Linked DNA regions of Mus musculus: regions 1, 2 and 4 are each linked to region 3. The links are chromatin contacts, called in public Hi-C, Micro-C and promoter capture Hi-C maps. All regions are on one chromosome and are shown on one strand. Each heading gives the region's core, a stretch centred on a gene start, on an enhancer-like site or on the middle of the called end of the contact. The rest is flanking DNA. Distances are from core to core; before and after follow the strand shown. Region 1 overlaps Cfh (complement component factor h). Region 2 holds the start of Nek7 (NIMA (never in mitosis gene a)-related expressed kinase 7). Region 3 holds the start of Zbtb41 (zinc finger and BTB domain containing 41). Region 4 holds the start of Kcnt2 (potassium channel, subfamily T, member 2).

What was found. Promoter capture Hi-C pulls out the DNA fragments that hold promoters and counts their contacts. A called contact is a pair of places that touch in the nucleus more often than the background predicts.
Region 1: a contact with region 3 is called in a promoter capture Hi-C map of liver, with 3 times the contacts expected there. The contact joins the enhancer-like site here to the promoter of Zbtb41 in region 3. A contact is called at or near these places in 3 of 39 promoter capture datasets (hippocampal neurons and liver), 2 of 115 datasets of contacts at active chromatin or transcription factors (extraembryonic endoderm stem cells and forebrain) and 1 of 9 other capture datasets (embryonic stem cells).
Region 2: a Hi-C map of pre-B cells shows a contact between it and region 3, with 2.7 times the contacts expected there. The contact joins the promoter of Nek7 here to the promoter of Zbtb41 in region 3. A contact is called at or near these places in 13 of 39 promoter capture datasets (the 3T3-L1 cell line, 3T3-L1-derived adipocytes, the C10 cell line and 8 more), 6 of 484 Hi-C or Micro-C datasets (the G1E-ER4 cell line, the HPC-7 cell line, cranial neural crest and 3 more) and 5 of 115 datasets of contacts at active chromatin or transcription factors (astrocytes, embryonic stem cells, extraembryonic endoderm stem cells and 1 more).
Region 4: a Micro-C map of embryonic stem cells shows a contact between it and region 3, with 7 times the contacts expected there. The contact joins the promoter of Kcnt2 here to the promoter of Zbtb41 in region 3. A contact is called at or near these places in 3 of 39 promoter capture datasets (cranial neural crest, hippocampal neurons and liver) and 1 of 484 Hi-C or Micro-C datasets (embryonic stem cells).

What each region holds. Positions count from the first base shown.
Region 1 is chr1:140,172,832-140,176,976 of GRCm38.p6, forward strand. The region is part of intron 1 of Cfh (complement component factor h); the gene reads right to left. Among named protein-coding and RNA genes, the nearest start is that of Cfh, 8.5 kb to the right of the region's middle. Within about 2 kb of position 2,785, at least 7 of the 459 cell types and tissues checked have an H3K27ac peak or open chromatin away from gene starts, as enhancers often do. A contact at or near this core is called in liver, where this site is marked.
Region 2 is chr1:138,617,648-138,622,322 of GRCm38.p6, forward strand. Nek7 (NIMA (never in mitosis gene a)-related expressed kinase 7) reads right to left here and starts at 2,110. Exons shown (of 10, transcript NM_021605.4): 1 at 1,905-2,110.
Region 3 is chr1:139,419,987-139,424,319 of GRCm38.p6, forward strand. It overlaps Zbtb41 (zinc finger and BTB domain containing 41), which reads left to right and starts at 2,397. Exons shown (of 11, transcript NM_172643.5): 1 at 2,397-2,437; 2 at 3,048-4,281. The coding sequence starts at 3,165.
Region 4 is chr1:140,243,131-140,247,867 of GRCm38.p6, forward strand. Kcnt2 (potassium channel, subfamily T, member 2) reads left to right here and starts at 2,588. Exons shown (of 28, transcript NM_001081027.3): 1 at 2,588-3,221. The coding sequence starts at 3,127.

The sequences.
Region 1 (4,145 bases), core at 1,535-4,034, 750 kb after region 3:
TGCCCAGAAAAATAAAGTAAATGAATAAAGTGGGAGTAGCATTAATGATTGTTTCATTAAATTTCTCTTCTGCCTTCTTATTGATAAAAGTGAGTATTAAGTTTATGCATATACATATGATCCAAATAGTATTTTGTTAATTAAAATATTTAGATTAATTTATAAATACAATACTTAAATTGAAATTTTTGAACAAGGAAAATATCAGTTGCAATAAAATACTTTAAAAAAACAAACTTCAAAAATTTAAGTTTTGATTATATTTAATGAACATTGAATAAACAAATTTCTGCTTCTAAAATATACTGGAAGGATTATGAATTTTCTTTGTAAACATGGTAACCTCAAGAAAAGCCTAGATCATAATGGGCAGGTACATGGTGAAACCTTGATGAAATCGGCCTGAGCAGCTGGCATCTGTGTTTTGTGAGGAGTCAGCTTGAAATCCATTTCTGAAAGGGGCAGCACTTTAAACAACAGTCTCCTAACACCAAGGAGGTTCCAATCACACTGTTGTCTTGTTAAAAATAAACTCTTAGTATATATTGAATGTTTTCATTAGACTTGAACCGCTGCTTCAGATAGCAGTTTAGCCACAAGATGGAGTGAAGGCTGAAGGTTCAGCATCTCCAGTACTGGAGTGTATGAGAGGTATCAGTAGGATCCTGAGGATAAGGACTAAAACAAGGGAAAAATGTCTCTTTCCTAACCTTCCCTCTAATTCTTGTGAAAGTTAAGCCAAGGTAAGTTGTAGGTGTGGAGCTGAGCCCCACAGCTTTATAGAAGCTCTAGTTCTTTGTGTAGATCTGAAGTTTTACCATGAACATCCTCTTTGGCTTCATCTGACTAACTTCTCTGCAGCATTCAAAGCCTACCTACTTGAGGCTCCATGCTTGTCTTCTCAGCATGCTGGAGAGGGAAGATTGTAAACTGAGAGCTTATCTCTGACTTGTCTCAGAGAAGCAACATAGAACTAAATCAGCAAAATATCTCTATTCAGTTACCCTCACCCCTCCCACTCCTGACCCATTCTCCCATCCCAATTATTTATTTCATGTTATTTTTAAATTAATATATGAAGTATTACATCACATTATATTATACTATGGATTTTTTTCTTCCAAAACTGTTTTTCTTTGTAGACATGACTATCCTCGAATTCACTTTGTACATCAGGCTGGCCTTGAACTTAGAGAACTGTCTGTCTTTGCTTCCTTCACACGGGGATTAAAGGTGTGTCCAACACACCCAGCTCTCCCGTTTTTTTTTTTTAATGACTTTTAAAAACAGTTTTGTTTGATTCTCTTCACCCTTCTTTTTTCCTATCTCCCTCCCTGCCTTGTGCCATCCACATGTGCTTTCCATGGCCTCCTTCCTCCACAGTTCTTTTTCCAGTTCTATTTCCATGTCTTCTATCCACAAGTCACACATAGATATACATATATATCATATTAAACAGAGAAATATAAAGTATATGCATTAAAAGCTAGAATTTAATATGAATGAGAACATAAAGTGTTTGTCTCTCTGAGTCTGGAGTCATCCATTTTTCCTATTGGTTTCATAATTCCTTTTTTTTTTTTTTGTTTTTTTGTAGCTGAACAAAATTCCATTTTGTGTATTCAGGACATCTTTCCAACTTCAGTGTCCTGCTTTAGGAACTTTTTAAAATCTCAATCACAATAGTTTATGAGATGAGCTACAGTATGTAACTATTTAAATACAGTGTTCATTATTTTCCTCTCCACTAAATGACAACTTTTGGAAAGTATTATTATGCTGCCTAGTACTTAGAAGTTATTCCAAAGTGATCATGAATAAAAGCAAATGCAAAGAGAACTGCAGAGATATTTCCACAATAGACATCCATGTAGCCAATAAGGCCAGATGCAGCTGACAGTGGCAAATATGAAACTTAAAAGACAAGACTTGGAAAAAGTAACAAAGAGGAGGAGAAAGAAGAGGAAGAAGAGGAGGAGGAGGGAGTCACAAGAGAACTATTCATTGTCTGGTGAACTTGTGTGCCTGTTGCATGCACTAAAAATTATAGAGTTTGCAGATCGGTCTATGTTGTGATTTTTGAAGTCAGGAATCACTTGAATTTACCTCAAAGTACAAAAAATCCCTCGGAAACTTTGAAGCGGTGTTTCTATAATCATCTTCTATCTATTGCATTTCCAGTTTACACCCTTTGTGAGAAACTAGGCTTTCTAAGTTAAAATGTCAAAACAAAAATGTTCTGTCAAATCCATGTGTTCTTTTTATTATTTCATGGTAGGAATTTTTTTTTCTGTTTAGTTACTTGACTTTATCTGAACCAGATTTTTTTTATTCTAATTTTAAACCAAAATGTAGCAATTTTTTTCCCAATAAAGTTAACATCAACTCAGCACCTGAGAACTTACTGGACAGCATCTCCTTAAATGGTGAGAAGTAGAGGGTGTGTGTGCGTGTGTGTGTGTGTGTGTGTGTGTGTGTGTGTGTGTGTGCGTGAGAGAGAGAGAGAGAGAGAGAGAGAGAGAGAGAGAGAGAGAGAGAGAGAGAGAAGAGTAACAATCAGATTCAGCAAATAAAAAAGGGATTAATTTGGAAGGGGAGCAAGGGTTCAAAATTGATCAATCTAAGGACAAAGATGAAGACTATTTACTCTGTGGCAGTTTCTACTTTAGCATAATTCTGGTTTGTACTATTTAAATGTTGTAGTTTTAAACTCCATCCTGGTAAAGGGCATGCACATTCCTAGAATAGAACTGTGCTGAAGATAAGCAAGGCTTGCTTTCACAGTCCACCTTCTACCCCGCCTGTGAGCAACTTCTCCACCCTTTGTCACCAACTATAGTATTCCATCCCAGAATGCTTCCTGTTTCAGAATGACTTTGCTCTATTTTGTCCCTTACCATTGTCCAGTTCTATCCTCTATCAATGAAATTTCACAGTAAATTACACATAATAGCACGAAATTTAACTATATTGTTCCTTCTACATATATTACAGATTGGTTGAATTTGTGGTACTATAAAAATGTTAAATATTTTAAGAGTTGCATGAAAGAAGATACTGAAGACAATCAGTACAACGCCAAGTAACATGATTTAGGGAAATTAATTCTATCCTGAAAACATGTGTTATAAAGATAGAAGTTAATTGTTCTGCTAAAATTAAAATCTAATTTGCATAAGAAACTAGTATTACCTAATTATCTAGTTTACATAATGATCTATAACACTCATGTGTATGTACTAGGGTGAACTTAAGCAAATGTGACAAAAGGTGGCATAACTGGACCTCTGACCTCTGGGGTCTGGGAGACTACTACTGAGAAGCTTAATAAATATGCTAGACTGTATGAAGAACCTTATCAAACAGGGTGCATGATTTTCTGATCTTATCTCTTTAGACTGTCCTCAAAATTCTTAACTCAAGCCTCAAGGAAGAATTTCCTTGTTGTTGTCTCTATCACATACCTGATTACTCAATCTAGCCACTTTCCTTAGAGAAATATGGGGGTCTGTCTATTCACTGCCTCCATGGCTTGTGATGAAAAGGATTACTGTTCCAATTCAAAGACTCAACAAAGGAGGCTCTGAGGATGTTGTTTCTTCTCAAGGCAGAAACAAAATAACTGCGATGGGTTAGTGCTGTTTGCTTAAATGTGAACTTAAGACATTGCAAGTAGGTGCTATTAATTGCACTAGATGGTTTGGTTGTAAGTATGAATTCCTCCAGTTTTGCATCAAACAAGAAGACCAAGCAAATACCAAGGATAGTTGACTTCAGAGTTTTTAGATGTGTTCTGGCTGTGAAAAGATTATGATACTCAAAGTTGAGATTGGAGCAGTAAATCCAAATTTATTATAATTTGAAATACAGTAAAGGTTTAAAATGTGCATACATCTAAGTCCTGGCTTATGCTGTGACAGGTTTATAAATCGTTGATGTAATAAAGGAACAGAAAGGCAAGATGCCAAAATTGGTTTTCTTTCTTTTTCTTTTTCTTTCTTTTTTTTAATACTTTAACTGTATGGATTTATACTTCAAAGTTGTACAGAAAAAAAGTTGTGCTAACTATGGCTTTGTACAATGCACAAAGTTAACTAACTCTGCTAAGCAAAATATATTCTTTTTTTTTCTTTTTTAGATATTAA
Region 2 (4,675 bases), core at 860-3,359, 800 kb before region 3:
GGCGGGAGACAGGTATTATCCAGATAAACTTCAAATTACAAAATAGGTCTGTTTGTCTGAAAATGCAGTCTTGTCAATTTAAGCTAATGATTGTCTTAACCGTATTAAAATTGCCAAGCTGCCATAAATGTGTCTAATGAGATTTCTTCTGGTAGTTCTTGGTTTTCAGTTTCAGGCGATCTCGGGCAAAAGCCCCAGTCAGTCACGGACTATATTTAATTTGCTGACCAGGTTCGTTTCTTATCTCCTATGGTTTCGGTGGAAGCGGTGACTTCAACCTGAGCCCGAATCTTGAAAGTCAGCACAGGGCTCAAAGAAAACCAGAGCTCCCTCCCTCTATTTTTTAATGCAGTAATTTCACAAGACTGAGCCTCTCAACCCTTCTTTCCACCGGCCCACATCCTCAGACAAACTTGGCCTCCCTCGCCTAGCTCAGGGCAGCGGTAGGAAGTACCCGCCCTCCTGAGCTGGGGCCGGGTGTCCTCGCCGTTCACTGGCTGCAATGGCTGTCAGTGCCCTCAAGGGCGGGGACTCCCACCTTACTGTGGAATCTGAGGACTGCATGGTCACTGGGTCCAGATTCCCCTCCACTCCGCCCCAGAGTCTGTCCCTTCTGCACTTTCTCCAAAGGCCCTCCTCTCATCATCCATTTTTCTGACCCTCTAAGAAGTAAAGTTTCCCTCCACACGCCCCTACCCCTCGCCAGCCGAAGCAGAAGATGCAACGGTTTGGGATGTAAAGCAAATTATGGTCCGGGTCTCTCGGAGTGGTGGCAGATAGCTGTGAAGATGAAATAACTGCTTAGGTTGCATGTTAGTTCAATAAAGTGCACTGGCCATCACGAAATACTGCAGCCATGAATACTAGTGAGAAATGCTACAAAGCACTGCAGGCTTTATCTTTTATTCATCATTTTCAGAGTTTGTCCGGTTGTCCCAAACTATAAATTTTTGAGTATGAGTACTAAACCTTTCTTGGATCACATCAACATCCCATCGTCTAGAAGAGAACAGATTTATAATAAGCTTATTCGGAACATTATTCTGTAAAGCAACTCTATCAAAGCACACCGTCATGAACGTCAGTTCCTCCCGGGAACTGCAGATTCCTTGGAGGAGAAACTAAAGAGTGGTCCTAATAATGCTCTATAAACTGCGGGCATTGAATCCAATTACAACCTTTAAAGTTAGTAATCTCAAAAAGAAAAAAAAGTCCTTTACATCTCTAGATTGTTTTTGCTATATTCAGTTCCATCACCAGAATTGTAAAGGGCACAAAACATATCTTACTTTAAAGTAAATATATTCTTAGTGTTTAGCGCGGGCAAAGACTTAGGCTATTCGAGTATAGTATGTGAGTCAATAAATGTATCTCTTGTGGGTCTTCCAAGGCCTCTAGCACCAGGCGGAGGCTATCGACATTGCTTAGCAGCATCTTCCACGGCCTAACTTCACCTTCGCCCCACTGGGACTCAGCTCATACTTTGCTGCATCCCAGCCCTGGATCGGTTTCAATCGGACCTCGACCTGACTACCCCACCACTCACGCTCGACTGACTCCCCGGTCCGTGAACTTCACTTTTCTAAACTGGGCTGCAGCCGAATCGGTTGAGCCAATCCTCGAGCTGTAAATAGCCAAGGTGACCAATGAGCTCAGCCCGGAGGCGGGTCTTCGCTGGAGTTCCTCCTGTCGGAGCCCGGAGACCTGTTGCCGCCACCACCACCGTCGTGGAGCTTCCTGGGGTCGAAGCGCCCGGACTCTGAGCTCCTGCAGCCAGCGGCCTGCACCACGCTCCGCCAGTTGCAGGCGTCCCGGGCGGTCCTCGGAGGCACGAGAGCCCGAGGCCCCACGCGGCCCGCCCGCTCCCCGCACCGGCCCCACCCGGCCGGGCCGTACATACTCACCGGGGCGCCGGGGCAGCTCGGTCTACGCGGGCTGCAGGGCTGCGGGATCCGGGGCCGATCGCCTCTCCCCGCGCCACTGCAGGCGCCGGCTCCCACCCTGCTCGGCCCGCGCTTCCCACTGCGAGGTTAGCGGCGGCCCATCCTCCCGGCTCCGCTCCTCCTCCGGCGGCCGCGGCTGTCAGGAGGGTAAACATCCCGGCATCCCCGAGGAGAGGGCGGGCCGCCGCAGGCCCCTCCCCGCGCCCGCACCCTGCTCCGGAGCCCACGCTACCACTTTCCCGAGAACTGGGGTGTGCCTCGCTTACGGCGGTCGACCCCTGCCTCCAGATCGGAGTTTTTTGATCCCACTTACCAAGTAGTTTAAGCTGCCTCTACATGGTGTCAGTGCAGGCAAACGAGAGTTTTCCCGGAGTCTGGCTAAGCAAATCTAGACTTTAGCGTCCCAGTTTTAAGAAAGCTTTTCAGGACCCTTCCGAAAGTTGAACTAGTTGGTAGGTATGCAGAATCTTTGGGATACAGGCACACTCACAAAGTGGCATTACAAAAATATTACATTAGATAAATTCGTTTACACGTCACATATTTGCAATATGGGTCTCTCCCTAGTACATGGAGCTTTTCAAAAGCAAAGCTTTGATTCCTACTGTTCCACTAACCAGATTTGAACGAATGGAGCGAACAGCTAGGAGGCAGTGTAGAGTCTGTCATACCTAGATGCTAATCATTCAGTGGCCAGTCGCTTAACTTATCGTGGTCTTTCTTGGAAGTCAGCCTTAACGCCTCTCCTTAGAAACAGACGATGACATACAACAGCGTGCTTGAGCACAGATCTTAACCATTTGATATCAGTAGGCCTTTTTCTGGTTTCGTTCCCCTGCCAAGGGAATAGAGCCAAAAAACAACAACAAGAAAAAGCGGTATTATAGCTCAAATGGATTAAAACAATAGAAGCAAGATTTAGAAAGTTTGGGCCAGCAAGATGACTCAGGAGTTTGATTCCCAGGACCCACAAATTGTTTTCTGACATCCGTACTGCAATGTGACACACACACGAATGCAAGTATGTGAAATATAATTAGAAAAGAATGCAAACGTTAATTTTAGTAAGAAAATTAAATTTCAAGAGGTGACGTTGGGGCAAGTGCTTAATCGGTACAGATTTGCCAGGTGGAGTTCTACAATCAGCTACGTGCAAGAGCCCTGCTCTCATAAAACTTAGCTTCAGTGAGGAAGTCCAAATTACCTAATGTCTTTTATATCTATTTCATAGAGAAACAAAGCTCGGGGTGTGAGTGCTCCTTTAAACATGTTTATCAGGGAAAGTCACTTGGAATTTGAGCAGAGACCTGAAGATGTGAGAAAAGGAGCCATGTGACTGTCAGGAAGTAGACTGTTTTACCCAGGAAATGCAAGGTTACCCTGTCAGGCATGGGTTCGCCATGTTGGAGAAACAGCCAGTAAGCCTATGCAGGTAGGATCCAACTTAGTGAGCAAGGGAGAGAGGCTGGTGGAGTAAGAAAGGGTGAACTATCAGATGTGGAACTTCGAACTCTTAATTTTTATTCTGAATGAAATGGAAATTCATTGCAGGTGTAAGTTGAGAGACAACAGAGCTGTGAAGAATAAAGTGGAGGGTGAAGAAACTGGAAGTTTAAAAGGAAACATAATGGTATCTGTAACACATTCTGATCAGGCTTAGACCAGAATGCTAGCAAAACCAGACAGACCCCAGATACATTTCCATGATAGAGCCAACAAGGTTTTCTGCTGCATTGAATGTGCTATATGAGAGGAAGCTAGGATGAAGCCAATAAGTTGGCATTTGGCCTATATCATAGGTCACATCACACCAAATCAGCCACAGTGGTACTCCATGCATAGGCATAACTTTAGGAAAAACTAAAAGACCCGAGGTACCAGACGATGGATCAGAGCTTGTTCTTATTCGCTTTGCTATTACCAGTTTAGAAAATGTAGATTGATAGGTACCCCGATTTAAGCACACTGCCAATTTATCTACACGCTGAATAGTCTGTACAAGCTATACTTACAAGCAAACACTGCTAAGCAAACACTATACTTACCGAACACTGAGTGAGGGTCAAATTGGGCAAAAGTCAGCTCATACATGCTTAGTGGCTGCAAAGCCTTTATCTAGAAAGAATGCTTTTGGTGTTATATGATGTCCAAAGTATTAAACTTACGTAATAATGTGTCCTATTTTTTTCTACTTGTAAAGGCTTCATGGCTACAGATAAATAGTATACAGTGTTGCAAAGACTGGGAAGAGGGTCAAAACAGAAGACACTATATATACTTTTTCTTTCTAAATTTATATCCCCTTCTTTGTGGGCAGGCAAGGTTATTCCCAGGCGCCAGCAGCCAGCCTCCTGGCCTAGAGCAAATGCTAATGGAAAAACAGAGAAGCCTGCCCAAGAAGGCTCCTCCGGCTCAGGACACTTAGAGCAGAAGCGCCTTTAACTCCTCTTCTATCCATCTCTCCTCTGAGCGTTCTCCCCAAATGCTGCTTTAGCTTCATGCTCTGCATTCATTATAATCCTTTGTATGAATAACTCAGTATTTATACATAATTACCATGTGGCACATATACTACATATCAGATTAACTTGGTTATAAACAGTATCTGGATATCATACTTAAAAACTCTCAGTTCATAACCAAATCTTCAAGGTTTCTTTTTTCTTTTTTATATATCTGTTGGCCCCACACAAGAAAAAAAATTATCAGCAGTATTTATTCTCAAAACCATC
Region 3 (4,333 bases), core at 1,147-3,646:
TACTGCCTCTTGCACTGGGGTTTTTACTTGACAATGTTATGGTCATTTTTCAAAAGGTCTCTTCCTTTTTCATTGGTGCAAGATGTTTCATACACTTAAGCCTTTTAAGTCGTAATTTAATAATCCACTTTTAAAACTAATCTGATTATAATGGGGTTGTATGGCAGTTGCAAGTACCATTGTACCTGGTTGTTATCAGCCCTGTTCTTCACTTCAGTGGTTGTGAAAAGACTACATCGATTATCTCTTGGTGCAACATAGAATACTGAATTGGGTTAAGGCTATTTATGAGGACTTCAGTCATTGTTTGTGTTGCATGGCATTTCTTCTAAGAGGACTGTGATAGTATCCAAACAGGTGAGGAATAGTTGTGCTCCTCACTGACAGGCATAGGCCTTGTATCATCTATTTGACAGTTCCATATGGGGCAAGTTGATTTATGTAAGTGTGTAATCTACATCTGTTGTCTTCATTGGGATATTGAGTATCACAATGAAGTCTCTGGGTATTTTACTAGTTATTAAAATACAGCAGTGTAAGAGATTAATACAACTTGTCCTATATGATTTTTGTCTGATGAGTGAGATAGACAAGAAACCATATTATATGGTGTATCAGTTTCTTTTCTGGTATTTAGATAGAATGCTTGACAGATGAAACGTAGTAGAGAGGATTTATTATAGTTCCAAAGAGATTGAGTTCATCTTTGTTGGACCAACATGACTGTGGTGTGTTTGGTAGAATCATTATATCTAAGGTAAACATTTGAATGAAAATTGCTGTTTTTTCACTGGACCTAGGGGAAACACCAGAATGAATAGATGGTTTTTAGAAGTACCTTGACCTTGAAGAAATCATTGTAGAAATGGTGATTTTTTTTTCTATAGAGTCTTTTTTTTTTTTTTTTCCTGAAGGAGCTTTCCATCCTTTGCCCGACTTTGGTCACAAGACTGCCCTGGCAGACCTGGAATGTCTTACATTATTGAGTACTACAAACAGTACACAGTGAAGGCTAAAGTTGCAGTGGTGTGGTGTTCTCCTTCATGAAACATCTAGCTTAGACCACAGGCCTTTGTATGAGGGGCTTGCTTTATCCCCCTCCCCAAACAGCATTTGAACAGCTGTCCGAGGTTCAGCTCATTGAGGCCGTTCCTCTTTGCTGCCTGCAATGCCATATTTCGCCCGGAAGTGACCCCATTTCTTTGATTGTCCCATGTAACTTAGAACACTGACACATGACAACAGCTGGAAAGACTTGGTGGTAGGAGCCAGACGATGGATGATAACACTGCACCCCCCCCCACACACACACAAAATTAATATCTATGGGCTTGTCTTTTCAAACATTTTCTACTTTATAATCTATAGCTCTGAGTATTTTATCATTTTCATTAGCTTTCCTTATACTATTCTGGGTGTACATTCTTCTTCTTTTTTAATTAGGTATTTATTTCATTTACATTTCCAATGCCATCCCAAAAGTCCCCCACACGCTCCCTCAACTTCTCCTCCTCCTGGGTATGCACTTGCTCGTATTTGCTAATGAGAGGGTAACCTTTTCAGATTCAGAGTTATGAAGAGAGTGGAGTTACAGGTAAAAGGGAAGGTGTGTGTATTGATTTCTTTTTGGTCACGGCCTTTGTATCAGTTTTTTTCCTTAGGTTTGTACAAACAAACTCTAGAACCTTCATCGCCAGACGGGCAATATCGGGCCACTGGGCATTCTGTCGGAGATGCAACACGTTAGGCAGGGGCTCTGAGGCTCTAAGTCCCGTAGAGGTTTGGTTGTCCTTTTCTCAGCTTCACATCTTACATGCACATCTTCTGTTCATAGCAAGGTAATAAAAACAAACCCCACAATTTTAGGTGTGCTTACATTTTACGCACATGTAAGTCGGAAAGCCATACAACTACTTCCAGCCAGCACTTTGGGTGTTTGCCACTGTGGACTGGAAACTGGCAGGTTTCCGGAGGAGGTCGCTGTTTGGTGACACACTGGAAACACACCAGTTGTCGTGGCGCCAATTCCCCCTAACCCCTCATCACAGCTATCTTCCCCTCCCGCAGCCAAGTTTTTCTGGTTCAGTTAACGAGGGCCCTTAAGTGGCCACGAAAAGCGGGTATAACGGACCTGGGACCTCGGTAGGGCACCCAGGGCAGGAAAGAAAGCTCACGGAGCATGCGCAGGGCTGGAGGCGCGCGCATGCGCTCGGGCGGATGCCGGGGCTCCCCGGCTTCTCGCGGCGGCTGGGCGGCTGCGCGGGCCTGACGTGCCTGCCTGGCGAGCGGCGGCGGCGGCGGGACTCCGCGAGGGGAAGGAGCGCCGCCGAGGTGGCTGAGGTGGGGGGCCGGACCCGGAAGTGGGTGGGCGCGGGCGCGAGCGCGCGGGGATCGGAGCTGGGCGGCCCCGAGCCGGCGCGGGAGCCCGGGCTTCCCGGTAATGGGCCTGTGGGACGCTTGCCCCGGGCAGCCTGGGAGGGAAGGGTCACGGGCGAGCGCGGGTCCCCGCCAACCCCGGCCTGGGAAGACTCGGCTTCCTGCAGTCGTCGCCCGTGCTGACCCCACTCTGCTCCCCTCCTGGGGCCGCCGTGCCTAGTGGATTTCGGAAGGTCTGTCGCTCAGGAGCCATGCCGCGCTCGCCCGGGGAAAGCATGCTAATGGAGACTTGCGTTTCGTGGCCGCGCTGGCCTTATTGTCAAGGTCCCAGCACCCAAATCGGGACTGCGGTCCCGGCCGGCCAGTCTGCCTTGTTTGCGGTCTCGGCGGGATGGTGCTCTCTGGGTTGTGTTCTCTCCACCTTATTCGTGAATCAGGCCTGGAAGGTGTGCTGTGCCTTCACTTCACACTATTCTTTTGTTGGATTGTCTTTCCCAGCCCAGCTCTCCTGGTTCCCTGCCCTAAAAAAAAAGAAAATCTTAGCTGGGAGTGAATGCACTGTCGACTTTGTAATCTAGTTACAATGTAGGAAAGACTAGTTGACAACACCTTTGGGTTATTTAAGATGGCTATGCGGTGGAGCTCTTACCTGATTCTCACTCTTTTTGCAGACCATGAAACGGTGGGGCACGCCCCTTCAGAAGCTGTTGTTCAAGACAATCTAGTTTTGTTTCATCAATCGCCTAAGTCACGTATGAAGTTTCTTGTTCAAAAATTGCCGCATTGCAATGAAGAAAAGGAGAAAGGTTACTTCAAATCTTGACGAGAAGATCCATCTAGGCTATCATAAAGACTCTTCGGAAGAAAATGCTGCTGTGGAGTGTGGCCAAGTGACCTATACTCAGGCTCCAGAAAGACCAACCCCCGAAGCTGCCCAGCGTTGCCAAGAACTGCCTCCCTCTCCAGATCAGAGAAAGCTTTTGAGTTCTTTGCAGTATAATAAGAATTTGCTGAAGTATTTGAACGATGATAGGCAGAAGCAACCGTCTTTCTGCGATTTACTTATCATAGTGGAAGGGAAAGAGTTTAGTGCGCATAAAGTGGTCGTTGCTGTCGGCAGTAGTTATTTTCATGCGTGTCTGAGCAAAAATCCAAGCACTGATGTTGTCACCCTGGATCACGTAACGCATTCGGTTTTTCAGCATTTGCTTGAGTTCCTCTACACATCGGAGTTTTTTGTGTACAAATACGAAATACCTCTTGTGTTAGAGGCTGCAAAATTTTTGGACATCATCGATGCGGTAAAGCTGCTGAATAATGAGAATGTTGCTGCCTTTCAGGCCGAACTGACTGAAAAGTCGTCACCAGAAGAAACACTAAATGAGCTAACTGGAAGACTGTCGAGTAGTCATCAGTGCAAATTTTGTAGTAGGCATTTCTGCTATAAAAAGTCCTTAGAGAATCATTTAGCCAAAACTCACAGGTCTCTGCTCCTTGGGAAAAAACATGGGTTAAAAATGCTGGAGAGAAGTTTTTCTACCCGGAGGTCAAAGAGGAATCGGAAGTGCCCTGTCAAGTTTGAGGATACCAGCGACGATGAACAGGAGAGTGGGGATGGGTCAGACAATTTGCATCAAGAAAGTTCTGAGAAGGAGAGGTCAGATAGAAATGATTCTGAGGACCCTGGCAGTGAATATAATGCCGAAGACGAAGAGCTGGAGGAGGAAGTGTCCGATGAAGACTCTGACACGGAGCAGAGTGACAAAGATAATGATGCAGAAGAGGAACCTGAGGCTGGCGACTCTGCCGGGAGCATCCATGAAGGGTTAGCTCCCGTCATCATTCAGAACAGCAATAAGAAAATCCTGCAGTGTCCCAAATGTGATAAGACATTTGACCGGATAGGTAAGGCTAACCCCTTTCCTAGCCCTAGTCACTTACCCCTTGTGCCTCTCCT
Region 4 (4,737 bases), core at 1,338-3,837, 820 kb after region 3:
ATAGGAATGAATATTCTCTTGTGTTAAAACATTTGTATAATCAACATATTGGAAAGCAGAAATTTTTAAAAATAGCATTCGCTAGTCATATAAAAAGAAATTGGAAAATGTCTTCAAATGTGTTTTTGAGAAAGTACAATTAAATTTTCAAAAGCTAAGAAATTATTTCATGTTGATAATCTTTATTAGCATAATTTTAGATAATATTTTTGATGTGCTTTGCTTGTGACCAATCTCCTGTATTGGTAACTATTGCTTATGTGTTATGTGTGACTTGTGACCCATCCTCTGTATTGCTTGTATATAATTACTCTCCTTTCTTGTTTATGTGTTTTTGTGTATGCCCAATCTTCCACTGCTTGTGTGTGTGTGTGTGTGTGTGTGGAGAGAGAGAGAGAGAGAGAGAGAGAGAGAGAGAGAGAGAGAGAGAGAGAGAGAGAACAATTTCTTCTATTGCTATTCATCCACAATAGGACTTGTATAAGGAATCCTGACAACACTAACTGAGATTACATAGTTAGGAGAGTACTGGACATCATCAAGTTTACATTTATTTCCCCCAATTGGATCTGAGACTTTAGCAGAGATTCCCATAGACACAGGGAAAATGAATAGATAAGAGACTGGGAGCACACACAGTGAAGAGAGAAACCAAGGTAAAGCTTGGAACAGGATAATAGGTTCTAACAGCAGGGAATGCCTTTGACGGGATAAGAAACAAAGGAAATAACAGTGTGAAGGGAAAGCAGGAGAACTAGAAGCCAAAATTAACGACAAAAGAAAAGGTCTGTCAGAAAAAGTGAAAAAAAAATAGAGCAAAAAGATCTGTCAATTATAAATTTAAGTTTTCATAGCCATGGTTGCTGTATTTTAAGAATGTCAGAACAGCATTTTTTTTTTAAATGTAGCTATCTTTTAAGATTTTTTTTCTAAAGTTGGAGTATTGGGAGCTTTTAAACTCTAGAAAATCAGCATGGCCTTATCATAGTTGAGTCTAACTGTTTTGGCTGAGATACTGGGAAACTTCATAGCACTCAGTGTCCTTCATGGTTAGCTGTGTGTGACTCTGGGAGCCAAGCAAATCTTTGCTTATTTTATTTTATTTTTTTGACAGAAATGTTCTTCTATTCAGTACTGTTATCTGATCGCTCAGGTTTCAACTAAGATTGCCACTAAGATTTAAGCTATAACTTAAAATAACACCTACTCTGAATGTAGCATGCCATTTGTCAGCATCACAATGCATTTCTGGGGCAAGATCTGTCTATGCTGAAGGCCCTGAACAAAAACGAGAAGAGAGTTTAAAAGCATAGAGATAATCACTCAAGAAGTCAGAATGTGGTAAACACCACTAGCAAAATGAAGTTTGGAGGCTTCAAAGGAAAGCTACACATTCACCTCACCTGGGAGAGGTGGGAAATCTAAAGCACATATGGCTTATCAGCTAGGGCTAGATGAACGAGCAGGAAGTGGAATCTACAACTGCATGCAGCTATTAACTCATCTGTTATCACACTGGTGTTGATGATTTCTTTCTGCATTTTAGCTTCCTTTGTGGATTCTCTGCAAAATGATCTCCACTAAGAATAAATCAAAATTAATTAGTCACTATTTCCTTGGTAAGCAAACTTAAAAAAAAAAATCAACCAACCAAACAACCAACCAAAACCAAAGAAAACCAAAACTAAGAACTTTACTTGGTCTTTATTTATCTCCTCTCTCACCTTAAGAATGTTTAAGGTTTCTTGACCCTAGGAGGGAGAGGTGCATTTGTTGAGGTTTTTTTCCCTCCAATGTGGCCCAGTTTCCATTATGATCTTGTTGCTACCTACAAACTTTGAGATTCCTAAGTGTCTTTGCTTTTCTGAGGTGCCATTGGGTTGTGACTGCTTCTGTTAATGGGTGCCCTGGGGGGTATCCGGGTATCCATTCCTGAAGGAAAAACCAAAGTAGGCAAGTAGAACAGGGTAGTGGGTATCAGAGAAGACCAGGAAGCTGCTGAAAAGTCAGCTCTGGGTCCTGAGTTCTCTTCTTCCTCTGACCTTGTGAACCACTCCTATAGGAAGACACCTGCCCTAGGAGCTCACACCACCAACACTTATTCACTAGAGGCCTGCCTTGCTGGGGGGGGGGGGGCTATGGGAGATGGGGGTGCAGGGGTTCTCATTTAAATATTTCTCTTCAGCTGCTGTATAAGGGTGCCCTGCAATTTTCCTCAGACCAGGGAAACACCTCTCTCTCTCTCTTTTTTTTTTTTTTTAGCACGAAGAAGGGCGGGTATGAGGACTTTCCTTGGGGCTGAGAGCGGGGATTCCCTCTCCAGGAACAGGCCATTTCCACTACACCCACAGAAGCAGAAGGCGACCACAGCCTTGGGTGCTGGTGACACCTGGCAACCTTCCTTGGACCCCTCATCCACTTCCCAGGAAGGGTCTGGAGCTCTGGAATCTGCGAAAGAGCTCGCCCCCATTGGTTGTCCCCAAGGCACCCTCCTGCCGTCATTGTGTTATGCTAATGAAGGGGAGGCTCATTGGCTGTGAGAGCCGGAGCCCACCGCCTTCGCCCCCGCCTTCGTCCGGCTGAGCCCAGTGCTTGCACTCCCTGCGAGGGAGCTGTGGCCGGGGATGCCCTAGTGGGAGGCTCTGGTCCTTGCCTTTCAGGAAAGTGCCTAGCCATCACGCGGTGCTCACACCCACCACCTACCCTCTTTCTAGGCACCGCGCGAATTTTCTTTTCCTTTTCTTTTCTTTCTTTTTTAAATTTTTCCTTTTCCTTTTTTTTTTTTTTCTGTCCGTGAAGTAACTTTTGCATTCCCGCCTCCCCCCGGTCCCAGGGACCAGAGGCGGTGCCGAGCCTGGGGGCGGTTCCTTGGCAGCGCTGGTTCGAGTCGCAGCCAGACTTTTGCTCCTGGGCTCGGTTTGCATCATCCCCATCACACCCTTGGGGAAGAGGAGCCACCCCTTTCCAGCCTCAGCTTCCGGCCGAACGACCCCTCCCCCTCCGGGTCCCCCAAGCCCTTCTCCCACCCTCCCCAGCACGGCACCCCCTCCGCAGTGCTTGCTACCCCTCTTTGCCCTCCTCCATCCCTCCATCCCTTGTTGGATGTTGCCCACTCCTTAAGGAAGGATGGTTGATTTGGAGAGCGAAGTGCCCCCTCTGCCTCCCAGGTACAGATTCCGGGATTTGCTGCTAGGGGACCAAGGCTGGCAAAATGATGACAGGTGAGTGGCATGGTGCAGCGTTCCACAAATACTGCTGGAAGCGGACAGGACTGGAGAGCTTTTGAGGGGATGGAGAGAAAGGGAGACCAGCACTGAGGGAGTAGAAGGGATTCTACATCTCCATTTTGACACTGCAGAGAGCAGTTGCTGTGGACAAGGAACTCCTTTCCTTTCCACTTTCTTATTCTTGAGAATCATTTGTTGCATTTATTCGATATTCTTTGTCTGTCTGTGCTTCCCTGGTTGTGTGTGAGGCTGCAAGCAGAGGTACAGTAGCATCCAAATGGCACGCAGTTGCAGTGTCAAATATTTCCCCGGTGTAGTTAATCCACCCCATAAATGTATCCAAGCGATTGGAAAAAAAAATCACAGTAGAAACTTGAAATCTCCTGTACCCACTTTCTTACTCCTTGTCAGTGTTGTCTCGACGAGATGTTTGCTTGCCACTGGGGATTTTCCACTGTTTGAGTATTTGGAGTTCAGGTGGGCAATTGGTTTAAATATGTAACAGGTAGTTAGTGAAGCAAGAATGCCTGGGATGGAAAATACACTGAACAGAGGTTCTTGTAGTATGATTCGTATATATTTTCACCTAAATAGTGCATATCTCAAAACGATAAGTTTCAAAGCTGAAATATTTATTACTAGCAAAACATTGCTTGCGTGTTTTATCAATGGCATTAAAGCTTCATGCAATTTTGCATACAAAATGCTCTGGCTAATTTTTTTTTTTTTTGCACACTTTTTGTTTCATTGAATTGTTTTTGTTTTTTTAGAACGATAATTTCACATATCACATGCCACATTTTCTTGTTTTAAAGTATGTATAGCTAAGCTCTCAATGCAGATTAAATAATTCCCCGAAGTTCAGTTAGGCATTGATGTTCTATTTGAATTAGATAAAAGATACATTATTGGTCCAATTTGAAGCACATTTTGCATTCACTGGGCAATATGACTTCTGCGTTTTCCTCACCTTCTCAGTTCCCAATACTAACTCCTATTGCAGTACTCCTGGGATTCTGTCATGGACTTGAATGATGAGAATCTTTCTTGGTCTTACTTTAGGAACTTAATGACATATCCATGGATGATTTGTGGAGGGTGCTGTTTACATAGCATCTCTTCCTAGGCAAAACCTTACATACTGCTTAGAAAATTAAAGACCTCATTATCGGGTTATTGGCCATGCATCTAAATGAAGGCGTTAATTGGAGTTAACTGGCGTTAGCTAGATAGTTAAATGGATGTTTCAATGAGTTTACATTACTAACTTGGCACCTACCACGGTTTGGATTCTTAGTGTTGGTTCTTTTATGTAAAATTCACAGTTGTACTTTTTTGCCTTGACTTTTTAGGATTTTAAACTCTTATGAGTAAGTACGCCGTGCCATTTCTGTTTGCTAAGAGCACAAGCTCCTCTTTGCAATTCAATCAGAGCAGCAACCTTAATCTACTCTGCTGTATATGCTGATTCAACGCCTAAGGCGTTGAAGAAGGGCCACTTCCATGTTAT